2 separate regions of the Ovis aries genome follow, and region 2 is linked to region 1. The links are chromatin contacts, called in public Hi-C maps. All regions are on one chromosome and are shown on one strand. Each heading gives the region's core, a stretch centred on a gene start, on an enhancer-like site or on the middle of the called end of the contact. The rest is flanking DNA. Distances are from core to core; before and after follow the strand shown. Region 1 holds the start of RBX1 (ring-box 1). Region 2 holds the start of L3MBTL2 (L3MBTL histone methyl-lysine binding protein 2).

Region 1 (4,622 bases), core at 677-3,176:
CAAAGAGAAAACAGGGAACAATGCACTCCACTCCTCGTAACAAGGACACACAACACATAAACCACAGACACACTCTAGGATTTCATGCTGCACTTATCATCCTTTTGGCTACAAGGACCACTAAACAAAAGAGCTGCTGGATAGTACATTACTCTCATTTATTATTTCAGAGAGCAAGAGCTACACTATGCACACCCATTCTCCCAACAGTCGAGTAAATGAACACAGAAATGAAGGTCATCTTTTAATTTTTACCTACAGTTTAGGTGGCCATGTCAATGCAAACAAATCAGGAATAAGGTATAAGTGTCTGGTTTAGGTCTAATAATCACAAACGTGAATTACTGCACAGGCTCTCCTGCAAACTGCCAGTTGCAAGAGAGCTCAATTTCTGCATAAATGAGTATCTGCTCTTCAAAGGCAACTCTGGAAGCAGGAATAGGGAAAGCAAGGAACAGAATGAACTAAGATGATGATTGGATCATAAAACGGGTAATCATGGGATAAGCGGATAACCAATCACCCAGTGTCAGTACACACCAAGGTCATCTCTTAAATCTTACAAGATAATTGCATAATAAACTTTAGAATTTTGTTTCCTATCTGCTTAGACTGTTATATTTAATTTCCGCAAGAGTTTATCTAAAAGTAGCATTTAAGTAACTCAACCTTCTGACTTCTGCAATTATAAATATTTTGAAACTCCTTTTCATCCACGAATCTGGTGCCACTTCCTAAACTTTCATCTCTTTCTAGCCTAGTTCTCAGTGTCTGGTAACTTCTTCAGTACTTTTCACACGACAGCTTCAACTTGGAGGAAAAAAAAAAAACCCTACTTCTATTCTTCAATATGGCTGCTGGCCGTACCTGAGCATGCAGTGCCCACAATGAAACGACAAAAAGCACCAGGAGGGGGAATACTGCCAGGGTCTAGAACATCTTCTCTATTTCAGAGTCTTCATTTTGTACATTTGTTTTACCTTAGTTGGGAATCGGCACTTTTCTCCCAAACTGTATAGTTGCAAACAACCGTTAAGGCATTTCATGCAAATAGACACGTTCCACACATTTCTGCTTTTCCATTTCTACCAGGTCGTTCGCAACTAGTACTCAACTCTCGCTAAATGACACAAGGTTTGACCTCACATTTTAACAAATTCCACCATGCTTTGTTTTTTTGGACAGGGGGTTTCTGGATATGACCGCAGGACTCGGGGCAGCTTTGTGACAAACCTACAGACCTCTCAGAAGAGCCAAGAGTTACACTCGAGACACTTTTAACTTGGCAGGGGCGAGGACCGGAGAGGGCTAATGGAGGCCTCGGTTAGGCGAAAACCAGGTCGTGGTCCGTCAGAGAGACTCCCAGTTTCAGACAGGGGCAAGACACGGAGATGTCCAGCCCGGGTCCTCAGAGGCCTCCAATGCGGTAGGACCTCAGGTTCCCGGCTTTCGCCGCACTGCCCCCATCCTCCACCCGCCGTAAGGCTCCGACTCCCCGCTTCCACCCACCCCACCCGCTCTTTCCCCACCCCTCCGCCACTCCAGTGACAGCTCAGGCGCTTGGCTCCTGCAGTCAAGTCGTAACCGCACTATCTCAATAAGCACTTCCGTGATTGGCCCCTCAGCCTCTGAACGAAACCAACACCGCCCCGGACAGTGGGCCGCAGCCACGCCGATCAATCCTAAGGCCCGCCCCCCGGCTTCCTTTCCTGGTACCCTGTCCCAGGAACGCCCTGAAATGAAGCTCTTTCCTCCGCGCTTCGGTCATCCTCGGGCCTGCCAGCCAGATCCGCGTCTCTCTAGCTTCCCCGAGGAAGGCGCTGGCGAGACCCAACCTTTTTCACTTCAAAGCGCTTCTTGCCCGCGCCGCTGTTGGTGCCGCTCGGGGTATCCACATCCATCGCTGCCGCCATTTTGGAAATACACAGTCTGTCGGCCGGCTACTGCGCCTGCGCGCCAGCGCACGCCTCGCTTCCCCTCCCACCCTGGCACCTCCTCCCTCACCCCACCCCTTACTGGCGCGCTAGGGGCAGGTAGGGGCGGAGCGTGTAGCCACGCCCCTTAAAGGCGCTGGCGCTAGTTTTCCCCCCACTCTACCCCTCCTCACACACCTACCCCGCGTTGCCCGGGAGGAGGCGGAGGCCGGAGTGGCTCTGGCGGGGCGGGGCGGGGCGGGGCCGGCCGACGCGAGCGAGCCGGGTGGAGACGTTCGAAAGGACCCGCTCTTGTTGCCCTTCCCCCTGGAAGCCCCCAGCCACACTCTCAGCTGGGGCGGCGGCTGCTTCCTTCGCCTGCACCGCGACCTGCAGCACCGGCTCCGCCTCTCGTTCCCCGGCGCCGCGCAACCCCCGCTGCCCGCCGGTCCTCGTCGCGTTCTTCCGGGGAAGGAGCTAGGGTGGGCGTCCCGCCTCCTGCTGCCGCCAAACCTGAAACCTCACACTGGGCTTTCCAGATACAGATCGGCTCTGAACCCGGCGGAGGTGCTTACCCTCCCTGAAAGGCCGTTCGAGTTCCTGATTCCAATTCGGGAAATCCTCAGGATTCAGCGGGAAGATGGTCTCCCCCTCCTGCCCAGTGTCCTCCCCAGGACTGAACTGAACAGGCATTCTCCAGCCCTGCCTTCACCTGCCCACCTGAAAGAGGGGGACGGAGGAGGCTTAGGAGCCTGGGAAGTGCCGGCCCCAGCCTACCCCAAATATACCAGTCCGCCCTGGAAGGGTCTGTGGTTCAAGTGCACGATTTCATCTTCTCTCGCTTGAGCACACTCTTCCCATTCCTCAACGAGTGCTCATCTTTCTCCTTAATTTCGGCCCTCTTTCCTCTAGTTGCGCTATCCTCGCATTTGAAGTCGCTGCGCTTTTTGAAGTATTTGTGTGAGGTATTTGCCACTTATTCTTACTGATCATTCCTTAACCGCAAAAGCACCTGTACTTTCTGTCACCTTCCCATCTCTAGACGAGGCTCCACTTTTTCATCTCTAATCCTGCAGAGGTATGACTCTGCTCGATCACTCTTAAATCTTGTGTAGACTTTTTTGAAATCTCATGTTTTCTCTTAAAAGAAAATTGAAGAGTGATGGATTGTGTTGACTCCACTGTTAAACCAGAAGAAATAGGATTTGTTTCCTTGTCTCAATCGTAAAGAACAACAAATCTGTGGAAACACCACCACAGCTTTAACCAGACTAGAATATAGAAAATTTGTGTGAGAGGAAACCTTACAAAGCAAGTTTTTTTAAATTAATGATTCCATTTTAGGAATTCAGTTATTTGTTTTCTTGCCGGAGTATTGGAAAACCAGAGTAAATTAAAATACTGAGGGCATATGAAGGCAATGGCACCCCACTCCAGGACTCTTGCCAGGAAAACCCTATGGATGGAGGAGCCTAGAAGTCTGCAGTCCATGGGGTCGCTGAGGGTCCGACACTACTGAGCGACTTCACTTTCACTTTTCACTTTCATGCATTGGAGAAGGAAATGGCAACCCACTTCAGTGTTCTTGCCTGGAGAATCCCAGGGATAGGGGAGCCTGGTGGGCTGCCGTCTATGGGGTCACAGAGTCAGACACGACTGAAGTGAGTTAGCAGTATCTTCATTCAACAAACTCATTGAATGTGTACTGAGTCTTGTTGTAAATGGGAGAGATACAGTGATGCAGAGTCAAACACCTCATAGGGAAATAATATACAAGTCAACAAACATATCAGAAAATCGCAGGTATCAATAAGTCAAAAAAAGTCATGAGACTGAGGGGAGATGGAGGCAATATTAAAACAGGCGATTAGATAAGGCCCCTATGAGGAGTAACATTTCAGCTGAATTCCTTGCAAGGGCCTAAAAGACCCTGTATGATATGCTTCCGGTTCATTTTACTGAACTTTTCCCTTTAATGGTACATGTACCTTCTCACTTTTTGTTTGTTTACTCATTTATTAGATTTATTGCTTCTGTGTGTCTGGCCAGGAGAAGGAATATTTTATTATTCTCTTTATTTTTGACTGCCCTGTGCAGGTTGTGGGATCTTTGTTTCCCGACCAGGGTTTGACCCTGGGCCCTCAGCAGTGAAAGCTTGGTATCCTAGCCTGGGAATTCCCTACTGTTTTCTTTATTGATAACAAATACTCCTAGAACAGGGCTTGGTCCGTTGTATGTGCCCACTAAGTGTTGACTGAATAAATTTGAAGCTTATGGAGCAAGGGTGGTTAAGAGATGTGAGACGGGCAGGTAGGGGTCAGATCAGGTGGGATATTATTGTAGATGTTATTGGAAGGCATTGGAGGGGAACAGTGTAAGGGAGGGGACTCACAGTGACATGTGTGCGTGCACACATGTACTCAGTCGTGTCTGAGTCTTTGCAACCCCCTGGACTGTAGCCCACCAGGCTCCTCTGTCCATGGGATTTTCTAGGCAAGATACTGGAATAGGTTGCCATTTTCAGGGGATCCTCCCGACCTAGGGATTTAATATGAGTCTCTTGTGTCTCCTGCACTGACAGATGAATTCTTTACCACTGCGCCACCTGGGAAGCCCAAAAGTGATTTAATCTTATTTGAATTTTGAAAAATTTTAAACTTTGTTGGAAGCAGGTATTGTAGAGATACAGGAGAGGAAGCAGCAACAGTT
Region 2 (4,394 bases), core at 1,059-3,558, 210 kb before region 1:
GAAATGACCCTTGGGGATACTTGGGGTGCCTCTGTCTCTCTCACAGGTCCTTAGACATCAGATCAAAGAGCCCTTTACACCTGGACGGCTCCGCCCACCTGGCCTACATCTGCCTCTCCATCCATAGCCTCTGAAACCTCCCTATCTTTGGGGGACACTTTGAAGGCACCTGGCTCAGAACCACTGCCGTCCAAGGACCGGGGCGTCCCAGGGCTGAGCAGATGCAGCGGGGAGGTGGGCAGCTCCCCTGCTTCCCGATCCTCATGTTCTGCTTCACTTGACTCCTCAAGATAGGAGCTGCTCTCACTGCCCACACTGCTGTTGTAACTCCGGAAGCTGTCATAGCCGCCGAAGAGCTCCAGGTCATCGTCTTCCTCTTCCTCCTCCATCGGTTCTGAAGACGGAGTCTCCTAGGAAAAGGATGACACAAAGCAGGCAGGAGCAATCGTGGTTGGCTTACTGTAAGACAAGGGAAACTGCAGGTCTGCTATCAACTCCCTTTCCAGGTCCTGGTCAAGTCAACGCTTCTGGGCCGAGCGGCAGGTACAATCAAACACCCCTTTCGTAAACACCAGGATCATTACTCTTGTTTATACCTTTCTCAACTGCAAGTCAAAAGAATACCTTAGCCAGACAGAAACATGTATTAGGAATTCACCAGGGTCCTCTGCGGATTTATACATGACGACATTTTACCACAATTCACACAGAACAGAGTGATGTGAAAATATACTAAGCATGGTGCTTCGTGAAGACATTCTGGAAAAGATGTATTCCAGAAACTCATTCTTCCCCCTTCAGCAGGTATACACCAAAGTAATTTCAACTCAAAAACAATTTAAGTCAGACGAAAGTTAATTTGGGGCCCAGACTGCCCTAAAGAGGATTTGAGGCAAATGACATACTAGCACTGTGGGACATACCTAGCTTTGGACCTAGCCTTGATCCTAACTAGCTGTGGGTCCTTGGGCAAGTTATTTAACCTGTCTGGGTCTCATTTTTCTCATCTATAAAACAACAACAAAAAAAATTGGTTCAAAAGATGTGCAATGTGAAATGAGGTATTCTATATGAATCTACGTGGCATGTAGCAGAAAAGGTGTGAAGCGTTTGGGCTCTAGGCCAAGACTCCAAAACCATCCCTACTATATGACCTGCAGCAGTTCAATCTCAGTGCCTCGGTTTCCCCATCTGTAAATGAGGACAATTCCACCTATTTCATAGGCTTTGGGGGAGAAGTAAGGGTTACTATGGGAAAGGCACTCAGAATAGTGACATGCAAACAGCAAGTGCTCAATAAATGCTGGTGATCATTACTGGTTAAAAGCACAGGCACTCAAATCGGATATGCCGGAGCTGGAATCCGGGCTCTCCTACTTAGGGCTCTCGGTTTCTCCATCAGTACAATGGCTGTAACAAGCCTTCTTTAGAGTGCTGCTGTGCGCACCCAGGCGCTATGTAAAGCCTAGTTCTGTTCCCAGCAGTCAGTGACAGCTCTGAAACTGGGAGTTATCATTCACACTCTACACTGATGATGATTCTTCTTGACTCTCGGAGAGTTTGTGAGCGATTCCACTTTATATTTACACTACATATGCAAATGTGCCAGAAAGGACATTCAAATATAAGGTAACCAGAAGCCAAATGATGAAAGGATATATGGGTTGCAGGTGGTGGGAAGAATGGGAAAAGCAAAACAGGGAGAGTTTTGGAACCTGACAGACTTAGTGCCCATCTCCTTCACTTTACAGCTGCGTGGCCCTCCTGGGGAGTGGCACTACCCTCTCCAAGCCTCAGGTGCATGATCCATAAAAAACAGACAATAACACAGGACTTGTTACTGTGGGATAACGCACGAGAACGCTCCAGATACGGAGTGTTTATTAAACTTTAATCTTCCTTTACTTCCCACCAGGATGTGACAGGCCTCACAGTCCCTAAAGAGGCCACCATGAGACAAGGGGGAGAAGGAAGATTCAGGAGCTCTCATATCCTGAACCCAGTTCCTCTTCCCCCAGGCCAGTGAAGCTGTTCTTCCCTCAACCTCACTCGGACCCAGGAGAACGGGAGCAAAAGGCGATGCCAATCGCCTCTGGCCTTGCTCAGCCTAACTACCTGTTTATCCATTCTTCCATCCTCCACCCTCCAGGCGTCGCTCAAAGGCCCACCGAGCGAGGCTCTCGGGGTTCCCTTTCCGAGAAGTCCTCTCCCTCTCACCTCGACGCCCCGGGGCTTCTCCATGAGACCTAACACAGTTTCTTCAACCGTCACCAGGTGCAGGAAGCCATATTGGCCTCGCCGCTCTCCCGGAGCTTACTCATTGGCCGCCTCCCAGGGCCGAAGGCCAATCACGCTGCAGGAAAGAGGTAAAGCCGGTTCCGCGCTGGCCTGAGCCCCGCCTCCCCTGGAGGCGGGGAAGCCGCGGGTGCTTATGGGACTTGTAGTTTCCTTTGGGCTGCGCGTGGAGGGGGTCGTTGCTGTGGCGCCGTGAAAATTTCCCCGCCCCAGACCTGCCTGACCCGGGAGGATAGTTCTTGTTTCTCCACGGTAACCTCTTGCTATCACACCGACTCCGTTCTTCATTAAACAATTATTGAGTACCTAAGAAGGTACTAGCAACCTTCCCTGGTGGCTCAAAGGTTAAAGCGTCTGCCTTGGAATGCAGGAGACCAGGGTTCGATCCCTGGGTCGGGCAGATCCCCTAGAGAAGGAAAATGGCAACCCACTCCAGTACTCTTGCCTGGAGAATCCCATGGAGGGAGGAGCCTGGTATGCTACAGTCCATGGGGTCGCAAAGAGTCAGACACGACTGAGTGACTTCACGTAAGAAAGTACTGTTCAGGCACCCTCCAGGAAAAACCTCGCCCTTTCCCTGATGAGAAATTAAACGTGCCCTAGTGCGGGGATGCCTAGCAGAGAGACTGTTCCCTGTTTAGGCAGAAACTGGAATACTCACTCTTAGGTCCAATGGTATAAATGTCCCACATGCTTAAAATTCTGCAACACTCTACCTTGCATCACCATCTCCTGAAATAAACCTCAGATATGAGGCTCTCTGCCTCATTCTTTTGGGACCCACAACGGTCTTTAAGGACCCACAACCGTCCTTACTCACAGTTCTAGGTGCTGTAGTAGAGCTTTAAAAAAATATATATTCATTTATTTGTCTGTGCTGGGTCTTCCTTGCTGTGTGGACTTCAGTTGCAGAGAGGTGGGGGTAAGGTGGGGGCCACTCTTCCTTGCAATTCGTGGGCTTCTTATTGCCGTGGCTTCTCTGGTGCAGAGTACCAGCTCTAGGACACAAGGTCATTAGTTGTGGCACACAGGCTTAATTGCTCCACAGCACGTGGGATCTTCCCGGACCAGGGATCAGAACCCTGTTTCTTGCATTGGCAGGCGATTCTTTACCACTGAGCCATCAAGGAAATTCTATCATGGAGCTTTACAAACATCTTAAATCAGGGACAATCAGTCACTGTTTCACAAATGAGGAAACAGTGGCCCTTTGGGTTTAGACACTTTCTAAGATCACATTTGATTGGAATTCAAGATTTATTCCAAATTCTTTGCCTATGCTATACTATACTCTTAATTGAGAATCTAAATATAATAAGTAGGCCTTGACATGTGTTAAATATATTTCTAAATTTGAGGTCCACTAGATACATGTGAAAGTCTTTCTTAATTTATTTGCTTTCTTCAAGACTTTCTACCTCCAACCACATACCCATGCTGTCCACGAGTACTGTTGGTTCTTCTGCCACCAAAAGGTATCCTATATTTTTAAAAATTATGTATTTTTTTATTTGACTACACCAGGTCTAAATTGTGGTATGGGGGATCTTTAGTTGTGGCATGAAGGAGCTTTAGTTGAGGCATTTGAGTTCTTAACTGTGGCATGTGGGATCTAGTTCCTGAACTAGGGATCAATCCTGGGCCCCCTGTATTGAGATTGTGGGGTCTGAGCCAATAGACAATCAGGGAAGTTCCCAGACAAAGAATTTAGAGGAGGAGGTAAAGGGCCCTAGTTGGCAGAAAAATGTAACCACAAACCTGTAAAGATTTTTAAGGAAATAAGTAGATTGTTTAGATTTTGTTTTAAGAGCTCACTCTCTAGATGCTGCATGGAAAGTGTGTTGGAGGTAGATCAAGGGAGCAGCAGGGGGACCACTTAGAAGGCTCCTGTGCTGATCCAGGGGAGGGATGCTGGTGACTTGGACCAGGGCAGACTTAGAGGACGTGCAGAAAAGTAGAAGAATTTGAGAAGTATTTTGGAGGCAGTAATTAATTGTATGGAGTAGGTTTGGAAGACGGTGGAATCCAGAATGACTGGGTAAATGTGTCAGATGGGTTGACCATGTTCTGTAGTGGGTAAAAACTGTACAAGGAATAAG

What was found. A called contact is a pair of places that touch in the nucleus more often than the background predicts.
Region 2: a contact with region 1 is called in a Hi-C map of blood, with 2.1 times the contacts expected there. The contact joins the promoter of L3MBTL2 here to the promoter of RBX1 in region 1. A contact is called at or near these places in 5 of 16 Hi-C or Micro-C datasets (blood, hypothalamus, liver and 2 more).

What each region holds. Positions count from the first base shown.
Region 1 is chr3:217,980,377-217,984,998 of ARS-UI_Ramb_v3.0, reverse strand. It overlaps RBX1 (ring-box 1), which reads right to left and starts at 1,926. Exons shown (of 4, transcript XM_060413580.1): 1 at 1,836-1,926. The coding sequence starts at 1,913. It overlaps LOC132659503 (a long non-coding RNA gene), which reads left to right. Exons shown (of 2, transcript XR_009600037.1): 2 at 1,186-4,622.
Region 2 is chr3:218,192,582-218,196,975 of ARS-UI_Ramb_v3.0, reverse strand. L3MBTL2 (L3MBTL histone methyl-lysine binding protein 2) reads right to left here and starts at 2,308. Exons shown (of 16, transcript XM_060413582.1): 1 at 2,218-2,308; 2 at 170-410. The coding sequence starts at 2,241. LOC121819233 (a long non-coding RNA gene) reads left to right here and starts at 2,268. Exons shown (of 3, transcript XR_006059484.1): 1 at 2,268-2,366.